Linked DNA regions of Anas platyrhynchos: region 1 is linked to region 2. Evidence: chromatin contacts called from public Hi-C data. All regions are on one chromosome and are shown on one strand. Each heading gives the region's core, a stretch centred on a gene start, on an enhancer-like site or on the middle of the called end of the contact. The rest is flanking DNA. Distances are from core to core; before and after follow the strand shown.

Region 1 (2,700 bases), core at 136-2,635, 62 kb before region 2:
TTCAACCTGTGAGCCTAGAGAGGCCGCTGGAAGTTGGTTGCCCTGACCACAACCTGACAGACAATGGTCAAAATAAGGGTCTTGGCTTCTTTCTCCTGAGACCCTGCAATGGGTAGGACATGCCTCTTCTGTTTGTTCTTTTCTCAAGGAAGCAGCTGTCTACTAAATCCTTGGGATTTTATTCTTATTCCTTTGGGTGCTCACCTCTCCCAGGAACCATTCACAGAGAGCATCATCCACATGTATGGGAGTCCTTTGAGACCTCCTCTTGCGACTTGCACCCACTGTAGGACTATGTTGGTGTCTCACATTTGCCACATCTCTGTTTCCTTGTAGTTAGACAATCAACTACAGGCAACATTTCTGCTCCTTTAATGGATGGACACAGCTAACAGGGGCTCAGTGCACCTGCTAACAAAATATAGGGCTTTGGAGGGCAGGTCAGGTTTTGGCACCATGCAGCTGCCATGCCCTCAGCCACCACATTGTGGATTTGCTGTGGAAGGAGCTGATGAACTAATGTGGCATGCCAAATCTAATGTTTCAAAATCCTTGGGTATACCAATGCTTCAAAGCACCATAATAAATGTCAGCAACTTCAGGGATGGAATGAGTTACAGCAAAATTATGGCTTAACCTGTCACAAAGAGTAGGCTCTGAAAAAATAGTAATCCTGCCTGTGTTTTGCAGTGTTTGTCTTTGTTTGGCCTTGATATAAAGCTGATGTCACACTGAGAAGTCATTGCTGAGTGTTTAACAGAAAAAATAGTGTACAACCTTGTGCCTATAAACTAATCCTTAATTTTTGCTTGTGCTTTGAACATTCATGCAATTCTTCTATTTGCTGTCTTTCCTTTTGCAAGGTTATCCTTGCTGAATTAGTATCCCTGTGACACGTTGCTATCTCTCAGTGTTAATGTCAAAGATAAGGGGCTCTCTGCGTCTCTATCCCCATCTGTAAAACAACTCATCAAACCTCAGAAAAGCGCACAAAAGGCCTTTAGTCCTCCCTTTATTAGTATCACCCACTCTGTTAGTGACTGGCTGTGGTAGTTTCACCCAGTCAAGCAGCTGAGCTCCACCACATTCCCCCCCATGCTCTCTCATTCCCCCTCCTCAGAGGGAAAGGGGGAGAAAACACAATGGAAAAGACTCACGGGTTGAGATAAGGATACGGAGATCACTCAACAGTTATTGTCACAGGCAAAACAGACTCAGCATAAGGAGATTAATATAATTTATTACCTATTACTAAAAAGCTAGAGCAGTTACAAACAAACAAACAAACAAAAAACAAACTAAAAACTCCTTTGCCCCATCCACTCTCTTCTACCCTCCCAATCCCCAAGTGACACAGGTGAATGGGGAATGGGGGCTGTGGTCAGTCCCTGACGCTTTGTTTCCACCGCTCCTTCATGGCCACTCCCTGCCCTTGCTCCACATGGGGTCCCTCCCACGGGATGCCGTCCTTCCCAAACTGAGCCCGTGGGGGCTGCCCACAGGCAGCAGCTCCTCAAGCACTGCTCCCACACGGCTCTGTACCACGGGGTCCATCCATCCCCCAGGAGCAAACTGCTTCAGCACGGGTCCCCCAAGGGTGGGCAGCAGCTCCCCCCAGACCCCTGCTCCTGCGTGGGCTCCTCTCCACGGGCTGCAGCTCCGGCCCGGGGCCTGCTCCTGCGGGGGCTCTCCATGGGCCGCAGCCTCCTCCAGGCCACATCCACCTGCTCCACCGGGGGCTCCTCCACCCATGGGGGGGCTGCAGCGTGGAGATCTGCTCCATGTGGGACCCATGGGCTGCAGGGGGACAGCCTGCTCCACCAGGGGCCTCTCCACAGGCTGCAGGGGAACTGCTGCTGCCTGCCTGGAGCTCCTCCTGCCCTCCTGCACTGACCTTGCGGTCTGCAGGGCTGTTTCTTCTCTCATGTCCTCTCTCCCAGCTGCTGTTGTGCAGCAGTGTTTTTTTTTTTTTTTTTTTCTTTTCCTTTTTTTTTTTTTTTTTTTCCCCTTTTCTAAACCTGCTCTCCCAGTGTCCCACCCAGCATTGCTCCCTGGCTCAGCTCTGGCCAGTGGAGGGTATCTTTGGAGCCAGCAGAAACTGGCCCTTGTCTAACATGGTGCATCTTTTGTGCTATTCACACAGATGCCACCCCTGCAGCCCCTCACTTCCAAAACCTTGCAATGTAAACCTAATACACTAGCTAATTAAGAAGTTTTTGCTTATGGCCTAACCCTGCTCTATATGGTCAGGATGAAATGCAGGGGTTTTCTTAACCAGGACCCTGAGGGTTATTTCCTGTCCTCTGGCACAAGGACTCACGAGAGGAGAATCACACTCCGTGCCTTGGATGTGGGGAAAGTGTCCCAGTGCTCATCTCCAGCCCCAGAAACTGGTAAAATCCTGTGTATGCCTGGGTAGTCCGTCTGCCAGAGGAGTCCATCTGCTTGTTTTACTGTACAGCATCACTGCTCATCCTGCGCTCCCCCTGGCTTCAGATCACACTGCCTGCCTATATGATTTATCTTGGGGAATAAATGTCACCTATCTAGAGGCCTGTGCTCAAGCAGGCAGTTTCATCCAACAGTCCAAGTCCTCATGACCCTTCTGCAGGCTTTAATGGCCCCTGAGTTCTTGTGCTGGTTTTCTGCATGGATGTAAACCATCACCTCAGGACACAGCTGTCTGGTTTGCCGAGGTGG
Region 2 (2,780 bases), core at 243-2,742:
TTTGGTTTGTTTATTTTAAAGAAAAGTTCTCATCTTTTTACCACGTGGTAGACCATATCTTTCTTTGGTTTAGATTTCTGGTTATATATTATCACATTCCCTGTAGATAAAATTTAAAGTGACTACATGTTTAGTATTAATTTTAGTACTTGATTAGCTTCTCACATGCCTTAGTTGTAGAAAGGGCACTACACACACTGCACATTTATACCTTTATTACAGAATGAACATAGGTGACGTTATATACAACTCACATACCTGAAAAACTATGATCGCTGTCAGAAATAAATACACGGAAGCTAAAACAGGAGACAAGTATTTGCCATCAGGCCCTGGAACATCAAAAACTGGTTTCTTCTTCTCACCATATTGCCATACCCATAGTCCATGACCTGTAGAAGAGTTGAAAGAGAGAAAAATCCATAGTAACTCAAAAAAAGGTTTATGATACAAATTTGTCCTTAGAGATGAGTGAGATGAGTTACACAGGAAATTGATACTTGTTTTCAGCTACTCTCTCTGTCTTGAAAGTGGTCCCAAAGACTTTATTATTATTATTATTATTATTATTATTATTATTATTATTATTATTATTATTATTATTATTAATTATTATTTTTACAGGGGCTTCAGATTTTGGAAAGGTATTTGTTTGGCATTAAGGACGGCATTTAAGAGTCACTTCATGTAACTTTATCCAAAACAAGCAATCTGGCTAGTCTAAATTATTAGTTTAAGCTTTGAGTAGCAGCAGAGCCAACAGCAGTGAAGCTGAGGAACTAAGAACAGAAGAAATTTAGAGTCTTGCCAAAAGCCTTTTTTTATCGATCATGCTGGTAACTACATAAAAATAAGGATATTATTATTTTGGGAAAAGCACATTCTTGTTAAAGATAGAAAGTTGCCTTTTTAAGTAGAGTGCTAGGATTTGCAGCCAGTATCTTCTGGAAGACCCCCAAAAGACCTAAAGTGGTTTGCCTGATGTTTTAGGGTTAAAACCAAAGTATAATTCCCCCACCATAATATGCCTTCAAATTATCTTCACAGCATGTTAAAAATCAGCAGAAGAGGACAAAGGCCTACTTTAAAAGTAATCTTTTGAAAGGCACATTTTACTAGGTTTTACACTTTCCTTTATATCTTGATACAATAAAACAGCATTGAACTCTTGAAAAATAAAAACAATACTTAAGCCAAGTAAGAAAACTGTTTTGTCCTTGTGCTACCAATACGAGCATATCATCGGACTGATGTCTATATTTTTATTCTTGAGAGCAAAAATTGAACTCCCACACTTAGAATGACCTACATCAAGACTTGTTTTATAAATATCCTGATTCAGATTTCCTCCACTTACACTGTCTTAACAGGAGGCACAGAAGTTGCCTGACTCTTACAGAACGCAGCTTTGCACGCCTGAAGCACCAGGCACCTCTGGTTTTGAAGCACTCGAGCAAACCTCTTCCCAGCTTTATGTGGCTGCTACCACCTCCAGCGGTTTGCTTTGGCCCTCTGCTGGTGGTTTCTGTCCTCAGAGCAGATGTGCCAGAGCGGATGATGCCACGTGTGTCATCTACCGTGTGCCACCTCCTCCCATTTGCATTCATGCAGCCCAGGAGTCACAGCTGTAGTGAAGCCACGGTGGCACACAGCCTGCTGCCACTGCTCTGGGGACATCGCCTCTGCTGCAGTGGCAGAGGGGACAGCTGCAGGCAGGGACTCCCTGCAATTAAGCCCACTGCAGCACTTCTCCCCCATGCTGAGATGCTACACACGAGTGTCTTGAACTCAGTGGAAACAAATACCCTGACTGATTCACAGCTGGAAAAACTCATCTTTAAGCAGTATTTAACAATACCTGGAAAAAGGCACACTGAGACTTATTAAAAAGGCAAAGGATTGTTATTAAACTCCACGGTGGTTGTTAGGAAACATTCTGGTGTTTCTGCAGCATGACTCACACACAAACATTAGAGAACACACAAACATGAAGGATATGGAATTCATATGCAATATATTAACAATCATTTTGAGTGCCAAATGTAAAACTCAATTCTTTCTCACAAGTGAATAGAAAAACAGCCTGCAGAGTATTAACCTGAACCTCAGCATTTCCTTAAACACTCCAGGAAGTCTAGAGGGTTTTCTAATTGGATTTATGCAGATTTAGACTTTTATGTATTTCTTTGGGTTTAAAGCTGCCGCCTTAGGGACAGTGCATAAATGTTGTACGCTGTGCCCTTGATTTAATAAACAGTACTGGGGAATAGAACTGTGCTAATTATGTTTATTCTCTGCTCATAAATTACTTTGTTGACTGATTAATGGCATGTTATGCTCTACCACCTGTAATTTTGAGGGCACTGCTTATAAAGTGGCTTCTTTTTGACTTGACATTTTTGGAGGTGGTAAAATCTACACATTCAGATCTCTGGTACTAATAGCATATATTTGATTGATACTAAGAAACTATTTAAATGGGACTGTGTATCAAAACATCTTGATTTCAAGGAAACACAACCAAAATTGGATAGTATGGAGGCAGCTATATGGATTTCATGCTCTGGCATATACACATATTCTTGGTATAGCTAAGTACATGAATCCCAAGTGAGCCTGATACTTAAGTTTCTATTTTTAAAGAGTACTTACCAATGGCAGAAAACAGACACATGATTAAAAGTATGAGGATACACCAAAGGACATCAGCATTCATCTGTCTTTCAAGCTTACTGCGCTTGTAACGGGGTCCATTATTATTTAATAAAGCTTTGGTCTCA

What was found. Hi-C and Micro-C count contacts between places; a contact is called where the count stands out from the background.
Region 1: a contact with region 2 is called in a Hi-C map of liver, with 4 times the contacts expected there. The contact joins two enhancer-like sites. A contact is called at or near these places in 3 of 8 Hi-C or Micro-C datasets (liver, skeletal muscle and subcutaneous adipose tissue).

Annotation. Positions count from the first base shown.
Region 1 is chr1:139,166,431-139,169,130 of IASCAAS_PekinDuck_T2T, reverse strand. No RefSeq gene overlaps it. Among named protein-coding and RNA genes, the nearest start is that of UBE3A, 76 kb to the left of the region's middle. Within about 2 kb of position 1,385, at least 1 of the 8 cell types and tissues checked has an H3K27ac peak or open chromatin away from gene starts, as enhancers often do.
Region 2 is chr1:139,104,408-139,107,187 of IASCAAS_PekinDuck_T2T, reverse strand. It overlaps ATP10A (ATPase phospholipid transporting 10A (putative)), which reads right to left. Exons shown (of 21, transcript XM_038173183.2): 5 at 2,653-2,780; 6 at 259-392. Among named protein-coding and RNA genes, the nearest start is that of ATP10A, 70 kb to the right of the region's middle. Within about 2 kb of position 1,492, at least 4 of the 8 cell types and tissues checked have an H3K27ac peak or open chromatin away from gene starts, as enhancers often do.